Regions from separate parts of the Ovis aries genome. Here region 1 is linked to region 2. The links are chromatin contacts, called in public Hi-C maps. All regions are on one chromosome and are shown on one strand. Each heading gives the region's core, a stretch centred on a gene start, on an enhancer-like site or on the middle of the called end of the contact. The rest is flanking DNA. Distances are from core to core; before and after follow the strand shown.

Evidence for each region. Hi-C and Micro-C count contacts between places; a contact is called where the count stands out from the background.
Region 1: a contact with region 2 is called in a Hi-C map of liver, with 5 times the contacts expected there. The contact joins the enhancer-like site here to the promoter of NSRP1 in region 2. A contact is called at or near these places in 3 of 16 Hi-C or Micro-C datasets (liver, skin fibroblasts and tail adipose tissue).

What each region holds. Positions count from the first base shown.
Region 1 is chr11:21,288,103-21,294,141 of ARS-UI_Ramb_v3.0, reverse strand. BLMH (bleomycin hydrolase) reads left to right here. Exons shown (of 12, transcript XM_012185429.5): 7 at 5,594-5,749. Among named protein-coding and RNA genes, the nearest start is that of BLMH, 16 kb to the left of the region's middle. Within about 2 kb of position 1,516, at least 2 of the 54 cell types and tissues checked have an H3K27ac peak or open chromatin away from gene starts, as enhancers often do. A contact at or near this core is called in liver, where this site is marked.
Region 2 is chr11:21,168,505-21,175,296 of ARS-UI_Ramb_v3.0, reverse strand. It overlaps NSRP1 (nuclear speckle splicing regulatory protein 1), which reads right to left and starts at 3,563. Exons shown (of 9, transcript XM_060395307.1): 1 at 3,507-3,563.

The DNA.
Region 1 (6,039 bases), core at 267-2,766, 120 kb before region 2:
GTGCAAAAGCTTTTAAGTTTAATCAGGTCCCACTTGTTTACTTTTGTGTTTATTTCCATTACTCTAGGAGGTGGGTCATAGCGGATCTTGCTTTATGTCATCGAGTATACACAAGCTTTAAAGGTTACTTTCCATTTACAGTTATTAGAAGATACTGGCTATAACCTCCTTTTGTACAGTACATCCTTGAGCTTGTCTTACAGCCATTATTAGTTTGTAGCCCCCACTCTCCAATCGTTATATCACCCCTTCCCCCACACACAGTTAACCACTAGTTTTTCTCTGTATCTGTGAGTCTGCTGCTTTTTTGTTGTATTCATTAGTTTGCTGTATTTTTTAAATTTCACATATAAGTGATGTCATACAGTATTTCTCTGTCTGACTTATTTCACTTAGCATAAACATCAAAAATATAAGAATATCTATAGTGAGCTAGCCACTGGGGGATTTAAGCTGAGGAGTGATGTGGCTTAATTTTCGTTTTAAAAAAGATGTCACCCTGGCTGTTTTGAGAACGCATGGTAAAACAGCGGGAGAGGAAGAAGGGAGACCAGCGTGGAGGCTATTGTGTAGATGAGATATGGTAGTGGTTCCCACTAGATGGATGAAAATAAGGATGAAGAGAAGTGGATATATTTGAGGGTGGTGTATCTTCAAAGTGAGGATAACAGGACCTGCCAATGTGGAGGACAAGGAAGAGGGAAGATTTGGGGTGATATAAATGGAAGGTTTCCAGGTAGGGGAGAGAAGGCTTTTGAGTGATTATGAGGGAACCTGTATGTGGTCAGGGATAGCAGTGTAAATGAGAGAAGTAATAATTGAAGAAGCAGAATTTGGGAGGAGGGAAAGAGTAAATGTGCTTAATGTAGCGCTTTCAAACTTTACAGTCAAATCCCTTGGGGATCTTGTTAAAGTGTAGATTGACTCAGTAGATCTGGGTGGAGCTGGAGAGTCTGAATTTCTATTTCTTTGATCTAAACAGACTCTAAAAGTGGGAATCACTACCATATCTCATCTACAGAACAGTGGCCTCCACACTGGTCTCCCTTCTTCCTCTCCCGCTGTTTTACCATGCGTTCTCAAAACAGCCAGGGTGACATCTTTTTTAAAACAAAAATTAAGCCACATCACTCCTCAGCTTAAATCCCCTAGTGGCTAGCTCACTGTAGATCTTCTTATATCTGAAGGTAATCATTTGACTCTTAGTTATCATCCTTGTGAGCTCATTTTCTTTAACATCACAGAAAGGCACACACCTCTTAAGTGTAGGTTTTTGTGTCTTTCCCTGCCCTAAAATATATCTAATGCCTCCAGGAAATTTCTCCTCCTGCACTTGCTTTTGCTGGCACAAGTAGGAGTTTTGTTTTCAAAGCAGATCCCTGCCTTTTCTTTCATTCCCCATCAGAAAGCAGTAGAGAGATGTCTCCTCTCCCCTTTCTCTGCATTGTCAGCAATCACCAAGGTCTCCACTCTTCTCATGCGACTGGCTCATTTACCCTCAGCACCGAACCTTCTCCAGAGTTCGGCTATTTTCTGTGACAGTTTCTGTGTCCTGGCAGTCATTCTCCTCCGTGATCAATAGGTCACTTTACCTTTGAACCTAATTTCTCCATCAGTGAAGCTAAAAGGTCAGAGTAGATGATTTCTTAATGGCAGTGTAGCTTTGTGTTTTTACAATAGAAGGAAGTCACATTTCTACAGTGCTTCAGACTTTACTGGACAACCCAGTATTGTAAATATAAATGACGATTCCAGGATTCTGTTCCTTCTTCTGTGGTACCAGGCACTGAACTCTTAGCATTGCCAGTTTTGCTCCATTGCAGGTAGCTTGGTTGTTAACCATTGCACTACCTTCCCATTCTTCTGGGTTGAACCGAAAGTTCATTCAGGTTTTTCGTAACATCCTATGGAAAAACCCAAACGAACTTTCTGGCCAAGCCAGTAACATTTCTAATTACTATGGTTTCCTCCATTCTGTGTCTGCCTGTAGCTGGCTTTAAACTCTCACCCTTCTAAGCTTTCATGACTGACTCTCAGCTATTGCATCCTGCCTTCCTCCTCTTACTTGGTGTCTGTCTTCCAGTTTAGCCATGAGGATGGGAATTGACTCTGTCCAACATCATTTGTCTTTAAATTGGGGTCCATACTTTCTTTCCCTGTGTCCTGTATTTCATGCTTTCTGTGTCTTTTGTCTTTTTTCCATTGCTTTTGGGTTCTATTATTCACCAGTATTCAGTTCTATATGAAGACTTCGTTCAGTGTCCAGTATCTTTTATTGTCCTGAATGTCAACTTCATCTTGTGAGAAACAGATAACAACTCCCGAGTTGTCCACCAGAGAGCAGTCTCAGATACCCAAAGCTCACTGCCAGCTTTGTATTTTGGGAACAAGGAATAGTTTTTCAGAACAGCAGAGTCTCTTACCAAGAATTGAAGTATCATGGGCCCTGGAGATTATAATTCAGATAATTTTTTAAAATTAGAGCTTGTTTCACAATTGTTAGTTGACTTGGAGCCAAACGTTCCTTCCAAAGTGTTTTAAACTGACTTGAATGTGAATGGCTTTGGATAATTTATTGTCATGGTAAAAAAATAATATAAAACAAACCAACATTGTCTCAGATTACAGTTTTATCAAAATATAAGAGAGAGATGTCACGCTTATCCTCATTCATCCCTTGTATATATCTTTGATAAAAATTCAGCTTTATAAAATATATGCAGTAAGGCATAAATATTTTTATTCCAAAAAGAGATGAATTATAGAATTCATTTAGATAGCTAAAATGCAGATTTCCTTTAGTGCATTTTTTTTTCCCTTTTACTGATATCTTCATTTAATTTTTAGTTTCTAGTGCAGTACAGTTGATTAACAAAGTTGCATTTGTTTTGGCATCGATTCAGTTACAGATAGGAGTACATCTACTTGTTTTTGGACTCTGCTCCCAGATAGCTTCTTCCAGAGTGTTGAGTAGAGTTCCCTGTGTTAGACAGTAGGGCCTTGTTGACTATTTTAGAAATATCAGAAAAGAAAGGGAAGTTGCTCAGTCATGTTCAATTCTTTGTGACCTCCATGGACTGTAGCCTGCCAGGCTCCCCTGTCCATGGGATTTTCCAGGCAAGAATACTGGAGTGGGTTGCCTTTAGTGCATTTTTGATGAGAAGGAAGGAGTGATTTCACACTTTTTACCATAGAGAGGGAGTCAGATGCCCAATAAGGTATATGTAAATCATAGTGTAAAACACTCATATTTATATTTAGAATGTGTTTAAAAGTAATCGGAAGTTCACTTACTTAATCTTCATTAGGCCTAGCCCTAGTCTCCCCCATTTTTTCGCCAGGGCCTAACTGAACTGGGTAAACCAAGTGGATGACTGAGAATTAATTAAAATGACCCTGTATAAAATGTTCATACACATGTGACAATGATTATTAGTTGAAAATACACATCATTTAAGGCTATAAAGCCTTCCTTTGTTAAACATATTATACACTTTAATTGTCTTGACCATGGTTAACCAGTGGCAGGGTCCTCATGATGAAAATTACCACTTGTGGCCTTGGTGCTGAGGAAATACAAAATGACTGTCTGGTCCTTAGGAATCTCAAAAAGAGCTCATTAATCCATGGCTAGATTAGCTCAATTACAGTTGCTCATGTGATGCCCAGCTGCTGCTTTTCTGTATTAGAAACTAGCCTGAGAATGATATGTTAAAAGAGAGGCAGTTGGGCCTCCCTGGTGGCTCTGTGGTAAAGATTCTGCCTGCCAGTTCAGGAGACATGGGTTTGATCCCTGGTCTGGGAAGATCCCACATGCCACACAGCAGCTAAGCCTGTATGCCACAACTTCTGAGTTGCTCTAGAGCCTGGAGGCTGCACCTCCTGAAGCCCATGTGCCCATGCTGCACAACAGGAGAGCCCACTGCAGTGAGAAGCCCAAACACCACAGCTGGACAGTAGCCCCTGCTTTCCACAGCTGGAGAAAAGCCCACGGAGCAGCGAGGACCCAGCACGGCCAAAAAGAAATACGTAACTTTAAAAAGGGAGGGTGGTGGGTGAAGGACCAGCCTTTCAGGCTCATAAGACATAAAGCAAATCCTAGTAAAGGAAGACCCTCTCTTGGAAAACAAACATAAAATGAAAGGCACACATACCTTCATCTGTAGGTTGATGTGTTTCTGTTAAGGTGGTAGAATCAGGCTCTGTCTTCCATATGACATAAGAGTCTTTTTATCCTTAATTATAGGCCTGAAGTCATAGGCAGGCCTATTTCTAATTTTCTAGCTTTGGTTCAAAGAAGAAGTTTGAACCTTACTTATCAGGGTATCTGTCCCAAGGCTCTTTTGAGGCCTGATTTTTGCAATTTACTGGCTTTAGGACTTCAGTCAAGCTATTTATTTTCCTGAACCTTGGTTTCTTTATCTGTCAAATGTGAATAGTATCTACCATTTTTGTTGAGAAGACTGAGAGACATGGATTGTGGTACAGCACAGTAGACAGTATTTCCTTTTTTGTTTTAAACCCTGAACCAGTGGAGCAATACTTTAGTTTTTTTTTCTTTTTTTTGGACAGTGTGACTTCAGATCATGATTCTGCCAGTTACTAGCGATGTGATCTTAAGTAGATTGCTTAATTTCTTTGAGTCTTTTGGAGGAGGGAGGAAGAGGGAAATTACACCTTGAGAGAGTTCTATGAGAATTAAGTTAACCTAGCAGATATATAATGGGTAGCACAAAACAGTCACATTCAGGATCCACTTCTTTTAACTGTAGTGGAGTATTCAAATGTAAGGAGCAAATAATGCAGGTGGTAAGTGATGAGACTGGATCAGGGTGGTGATTGGGGTGGAGAAAGAAGAAGCAGATCATAGTGTCTGTTTTTTCAAAAGTAAAGGAAATTTGATACAGAAGAGAATGTACTTCTGTGCTCTGACCTTATGTAGGGTATGTCTCTATACTTCTGTCGTTCTGTGAGATGAAAATAATATAAAATGCATCCTTGGATTGTAATGATGCCAACTTGAAGGTTTTGTGACATCATTAGAGAGAATGTTACAGTCTCAGCCCCAGAAATGGTACCTTTCTACTCCGTGTATTCTCGTTCTGGTATTACTTTGGATAGACATTGTCATCTAAACTCCACCAAAAAGTTAGTGACTTTTCTGGGAGTAGAGACCCCTGTCACAATCAAAGCAAAACCTGGAAGCATAAAGGGAAGGAAATCTATTTATAAAATGTATGTAATTATTTGTCGCTTGAAATACAATCAGCAGCAACCCAGATCTTGCTGTGGATCAGTGGTGAGTGATTTCTTGGCTAAGGAAGTTTGACTTGCAGGGCAAATACAAAGCACTAAATATTAACATTTCAGAATTGTATTGTTCTGAGTGTTTATTTAAGAACTCAGAAGTTTGCGGATACCAAATCCTGAACATCAACCTTCCAATTTTTGGAGCAATATTAAGTTTCCTGTGAAATCTCTGACTTGAATATAGCCTCTGATTTCTTATGTTCCCCAAGCTTGAAACTTGAAGAAAAGAGGTAAAAATACTGCTTCCCTCTAGCCATTGCTCATCTGTCCTCCTGTTTTCCAGATATTCAGAGTGGTGTGCATCTGTTTGGGTAATCCACCAGAGACGTTCACCTGGGAGTATCGAGACAAAGATAAAAACTATCAAAAGATTGGCCCTATAACACCCTTGAAGTTTTACAGGCAACATGTCAAGCCACTCTTCAATATGGAAGATAAGGTTAGAAACTGGTGATGGCAGCCACTGGCTTTTTATTTTCAAATACCTGTTGACTACAAGAAAGAGTATCCAATTCCAAGGTTAATATGCATGGTCATCCAACAAGACACTAAACCAAATTTTTCCTCTTCTTCTGAAGTATTTTATATACCAGTTCAGTTGGCCACTCAGGATTCCCAGTATTCCTCCTCAAGACTTCTCTAACTGTGGGTCCGCATTCAGTTTAATTCCCATCAGCTCCCCTTATCTGGGCCCTGAGTCATTCTCCGGTGCAAAGACAGTAAAAGCCT
Region 2 (6,792 bases), core at 2,314-4,813:
CAAGATTGCCAGGAGAAATATCAATAACCTCAGATATGCAGATGACACCACCCTTATGGCAGAAAGTGAAGAACTGAAGAGCCTCTTGAAAGTGAAAGAGGAGAACTTTAAAATATTTTTTTTTTAATGCCTAGACAACATACTAAAAAGGAGAGACATTACTTTACTGACAAAGGTCCCTCTAGTCAAAGCTATGGTTTTTCCAGTAGTCACGTAGGGATGTGAGAGTTGGACCATAAAGAAAGCTGAGCACCAAAGAACTGATGCTTTTGAAATGTGGTGTTGGAAAAGACTCTTTAGAGTACCTTGGACTGCAAGGAGATGAAACTAGCCAGTGCTAAAGGAAATCAGTCCTGAATATTCACTGGAAGCAATAATGCTGAAGCTCCAGTACTGTGGCCACCTGATGTTAAGAACTGACTCACTGGAAAAGACCCTGATGCTGGGAAAGATTGGAAGCAGGAGGAAAAGTGGACGACAGAGGGTGAGATGGTTGGATGGCATCACCGACTCGGTGGACATGAGTTTGAGCGAGCTCTGGGAGTTGGTGACGGACAGGGAAGCATGGCATGCTGCAGTCCATGGGGTCACAAAGAGTCAGATACCACTGAGCTAATGAACTGACTGAACGTACATTAAAACAAACCACAAGGGACTGTCAATTCAATGGGGAAGAGCCTTCAACAAATGGTGTTGAGAAAACTGGATATCCTTCCACATGCAAAGAATGAAACGAAACCCCCTATCTCATATCAAATACAAAATTTAACTCAAAATGAACCACAGCATAAACCTTGACCTTGGATTAAGCAATGGTTTCTTAGGTGATGACACCAAAGCAGTAACAACTGAAGGAAAAAAATATACCGGACTCCCTTAAAATTGAACTTTTGTACTTCAAAGGACATTGTCAAGAAAGTAAAAGGACAATCCACAGAATGGGAGAAAATATTTACAAAGTACATCTAATAACTTATTCTTGCCTGGAGAATCCTATGGACAGAGGGGCCTGGCAGGCTACAGTCCATGGGGTCACAAGAGTCAGACATGACTTAGCAACTAAACCACCATCACCACCAAGTGATCTGTACCTAGAACATACAAAGGAATCTTACAACTCATAGCAAAATGACAAATAACCCAATTAAAAACTAGGCAAAAAAAAAAAAAACTAGGCAAATTATGCCAACAGACCTTTTTCTAAAGATGATACATAAATGGCCAAAATCATAGGTCATCATCAAAATGCAAATCAAACCCACAATGAAATAGTTGTCTGGGGCAGAATATGGGAAAGTAAATTAACTGCAAAGAGGTATGAAAGAACTTTCAGGGAAGAGTGAAATGTTTTACGTCTTGACTGGTGGCTCAGATGGTAAAGAATCCGCCTGCAATGAAGGAAATCTGGGTTCATCCCCTGAGGCAGGAAGATTCCCTGGAGAAAGGAATGGCAACTCACTCCAGTAATCTTGTCTGGAGAATTCCATGGACAGAGGAGGCTGGTAGGCTACAGTCCATGAGGTTGTAAAGAGTTGGACATGACTGAGCAACTAACACTTTCACTTTGAGGCATATGTATTTGTCAAAAGTCATCAACCTATACACTTAAAATCCATGAATTTCATATTTTACACACTTAAAATCTATTAATTTCAAATTTGACATTTGGAAGGGTGCACTTATTTTGATATGCTTGTTAAGAACTGTGGGCTTCATAGAAAAACACTGTTTTGGCTGCTAAAACATAGAATTTTCATATTAGATATCATTATTGTAGTATTATTAATGCTAACTTTATACATTACCATAACTACACTGTGTAATTACATTTAGCAGATACTGAATAACTACAAAAGTCATCTCACAAGAAACTATTTTGCTGATAAAAATTTCTAGGAAATTGGTGACATCTCAATAGCTTATTTCCTAGGATCTTTACACTAACAATTTTGTTGTATCAGTATTAGTTGTATGAAATTACTTTTGTCTAACTGCTTAAAAATAGCTGAAGTTCATAACTGTTGAAAGAAAATCTCTTGGATTATCCATGTATCACTTAGCAAAAAAAAAAAACCACCAATGGAGTTTTAAGTATTCCTTTGCTATTTCTGTAAATTATGCTACAGTTACACTGTACTAACAAAACATTTGAAGCAAGCAAAGATATCAAATTCACAAGTTCAATTTAAAAACAAAAACAATTCCAACAATGCAGTAGAAAAAGTTTCCCTTACCTCATCATCATCATCATCAGAATCATTCCCAAACACTGAAGGTTTTTGCAAAACAGGGTGCAACTGCTGTGCCTTCTTTGGCAAAATAAGCCCATACCTGCATATTTTTTGTTTTGAAATAGAAATTACACCATTATACCTAAATGTTAAAACAGTAATACATCCACTACCTCTTCCGGATGAAGCTACCAAGTCAAAACATGTCACAGAGCTTATGATCTTCACACAACCCTGGTTCTGATTTTCAACGATCTAAAAGCTTCAAAATGCACTTAAGATTTTTAAACTATTATTCTAGGTTAAAGAAGAGAAGTGAATGAAGAGCTCGGAAGTTTTAGATAGTGAAACGATAGGAAAGTTTAAAAAAAAAATGTTAGTGGAAAGCTCAGTTGAGGTCCACTAAAAAGAAAAAGACTCTAAATTATTCTTGTGGCCTAACAAGAGTCAAGAAAACATCCCCCCTCCCCTTACTGGGTATATATCATTTTAAATAAGTTATTAAATAAAATAAAGATTAATGTCATCCATTAAAATTTCTTAAAGATTACATTAACTGAGAAACCCAAGTAGCTATGGGGCAAATTACCATTACACTTTATAAAGCTCACGTGCTTTGTCTTGGAGCACCTGAAAGAACCATCCCATCAGACCCAACTCAACTGGTTTCTTCTCACGTTTGGGCCTTTAAGATGCAGATATAACGGGAAGCCGCATCACAATTGAGGATTATACATCTAAGGTAAAGCTTCCAAAAACATGTAACATTTCCTTTCACGGCAAGGTATACCCCAATTCCCTATGTGCCTACCCTTTTTTGTGGCTTCTCAGCACAACATTCCTAAACCGAGAAGGGAGGGCGGGAATCAGAACTTGAGCTGCCAAGGAGAACAAGGCCCTCTAAGAAAGCCAGGAAATGTCTCTCTTCTCATTTCCCCTGAAAGCATCCAACCGGGGAGAAACTCAAGCGCGGGGTAGGAAGCAAGACTGAGGGGCCTCAGACCGAGCTTTTGGAAAATAGAAAAGTCTCGCTCTCTGCCCCTCAGCCTAACTTCCTTTATTTCCTCACAAGTTTCTCCCTCAAACTTCGGGCTTCCATCCTGCAAAATGTGTGGGGGGATGGGAATATATGTTCCTCGGGATTTCTCGCTTTCCCCGCCTCTATCCCTGACGACACAGCCCCTTCAATTCCAGCGCACTTCTACTCCTCGGCCAAAGACACAGTCGCCGTGGTATCTCACTCCCCAGTCTGACCCTAACTCCCGGATCACTCACTGCCTGCCCGGAATCGCCATCTTGCTCCCGTCTCCGCTGAACGTGGCCGACGCCGACGTAACGCTGATGCAGACGCTGGCGTCATCACGCGAATTCTCGCGGGGCTTTAGGCGGCCTAGAACTCGCCTAGCCGCTGGGTTTGACTTTGGGTTACTCCCGCATTGCTGGGAGTGGAGTCCTTGGCCCTGGGAATTGTTTGAAAACCGACGGATTGCCTCGAAATCAGTGGTAAGAAAGGAATAACAAAATTTTAGGCTAAGAGTGTGGTCCCGGGAATTGTCATCCCCCGGCAATTTGTTAGAAATTGAAAATTTTGCCCCTGTTCCCTTCCTACGGAATCAGAAACGCTGGGATGGGCCCAGAAATCTGAATTTTAACAAGTCCACCAGATAATCCTGATACTCAAGTTTGAAAACCACTGCCCTAGGCAGTGTTTTGTTTTGTTTTGTTTTTAACCCCTGAGGTGTTCAGTGTAAGTATCCGTGGGTGGGAAAGATTCCCTGGAGGAGGAAATGGCAACCCACTCCAGTATTCTTGGCCTGGTAAATTCCATGGACAGAGCAGCCTGGTGGGCTACAGTCCAGGGGATCGCAAAGGGTCGGACATGACTAAGCACGCACCCATTCCTGGCTTAGGGTAACTTGACAGAAGATGAAAATCCACACGCTAAATATATTACTGTTGGACAGTAGTGATGAATAACAATACTATAGTGCCACTGGGTATAGAAAGTAAAATCATACATGATATTAAAAAAATTTTAGTCACATTTCACGTGTGAACCCACTCTTTCTCGGACCATGCCAAACTAGTTGTACAGCAGTTGAGATCTTGTAAACTGCCGACAGAAGGACGTTTAAACTTCCAAGTGTAGTTGTGCGTTTTGAAGTTTTGTTATTAGATACTTGGGCTTCCCTGGTGGCTCAAATGGTAAAGAATCTGCCTGCAATGTTGGAGACCCAGTTTCAATCTCTGGGTGGGAAATATCCCTTGGAGAAGGGAATGGCTACCCACTCCGGTATTCTTGCTTGGAGAATTCCATGGGCAGAGGAGCCTGGCGGGCTACATCCTCGAGGTAGCAGAGTCGAACGTAACTGAGCGACTAACTTTCCCTACTACATATTTAAACATTTAGAGTTGTTGTGTCCTTTTATGTTGACCCCTATACCATTAAGAAATGATCCTCTTTATTTTTTTTATCTACTTAATCTAATATTAGTATTTATAACCAGCATTGGTTTTTAGCATAGTATATGTTTTCCCATCCTTTTAACCTATTTTAATCGATTTGTCTTTTTATATAATGCCTAACTTTTAATATAAAGTGGATTTCTTGTTGCTAGCATATTGTTGGGTGTTGCTTTTTATCTAGTATGGCACTTTCTTCCTTTTAAGTTGGTATTTAGAACGTTTTCATTAACGTGAGTATTAGTGTAGTTGCAGTTTGTTTTTTCTTTTTCCTGTCTGTTCTTTGTACCCTCCTCTGCCACCTTCCCCTTGACTTTGGATTAATCAATAAATTTTTACGACTTAGCTTAAGATTTTTTTTTTTTTTTGGGCAAGGTTTTGCTTTAAGGTTTCTAGTATACATCTTTATCACAATCTATCTTCAAGTAACAATGTACCACTCAAAAACTTTTTAAAAAAGTATACTTCCAATTTCCCTCTCTGAAACTTTGTGCTGTATTTTGTCACAAGTTTTACTTCGAACAATGTTGTAAATGCACAATAAATTATTTTTCTTTAAACAATTACCCTTTAAAAATATTTTTTAAATAAGAAGAATATATTATTACACACGCGTACCATTTCTTGTGTCTTTGTATCTTTGTGTAAATCTTTGTATCTTTGTGTAGTATCATTATTTTTTTTAGAAGATGGTCAAAGGGTACAGAGTTCCAGATAATAAGTATTTGGATGTAATGTATAATGTGATTAATATAATTGACTTGCTGTATATAAAAGTTGTTAACAGAGTAAATCCTAAGAGTTCTCATCATAAGGAAAAATAGTTTTTATTTTGTATTTATGAGATGATGGATGTTCACTAAATTTACTGTAATCTTTTCGTAATGTATATGTCAATATGCTAAACACTAAACTGACACAGTGCTGTATATTAATTGTATCAATAAAAATGGAAGAAAAAAGTTAAAAGAATCCACACATGTTCTATTAACTGTCAGAACAATGACATCATCACATATCAAGAAGCCTCTGAAAAGTTCTCTTGCACACTGTTCTGAGGATGAGAGTGAAAAAAGGCAAATAATTTCCTAGCATTGTTAGAAATATAGTTTTGACTTGGAAAATCCCAAAAGTGTTTTAGGGACCTGCAGGAGTCCACAAACCACACTTTAAGATCCACTCTTTTAAATGAATTAATGCTGAAACGTACTATTATAGGAATTATATAACTTTGCATATAGGAATGTGCTGAATGTCTTTTTTCCCCCCTCAAAGTGATTAGGGTAAGGCCAGACAGAAGCCAGATATGAAATCTTGGGGCACAGTGTAATAAAAGGATATATATATACACACACATATATGGACTTCTCTGGTGGTCCAGTGGTTGAGAATTCACCTGTCAGTGTAGGGTACACAGGGTCAACCCCTGGTCTGGGAAGATCCCACATGCCACGGGGCAGCTAAGCAAACGCCACAACCACTGAGCATACACACTGCAATTGCTGAAGCCCCAGTAACTGCTAAGTTACTTCAGTCATGTCCAACTCTGTGCGACCCCATAGACGGCTCCCCCTGCCCCTGGGATTCTCCAGGCAAGAACACTGGAGTGGGTTGCCATTTCCTTCTCCAATGCATGAAAGTGAAAAGTGAAAGTAAAGTCGCTCAGTCGTGTCCTACTCTTAGCGACCCCATGGACTGCAGCCTACCAGGCTCCTCCGTCCATGGGATTTTCCCACTCCAAGAGTACTGGAGTGGGGTGCCATTGACACTAGTATTACTTATCCCTACTCTCATTCTCTGCTTCCTTTTGTGCCCACTCTTCCCTAACTGACTACAGTTGACTCTAGAACAACAGGTTTGAACTTCTTGGCTCTACTCACATATGGATTTTATTTTTTCAATAAATACTTGCTAGATAACTACAGATCCATGGTTAGTTGAATCCCCAGAGGCAGAAGGCTGACCAAAGTTGTACGTGCATTTTTGACTGTACATTGGGTGGTTCACCCCTAACTCCTGTGTTGCTCAAGAGTCAACCTACATGTTCGGCTAACTTGTGGTGTCTGGATGGCAGCATGCTTCAATTTGTTTAAGGCCT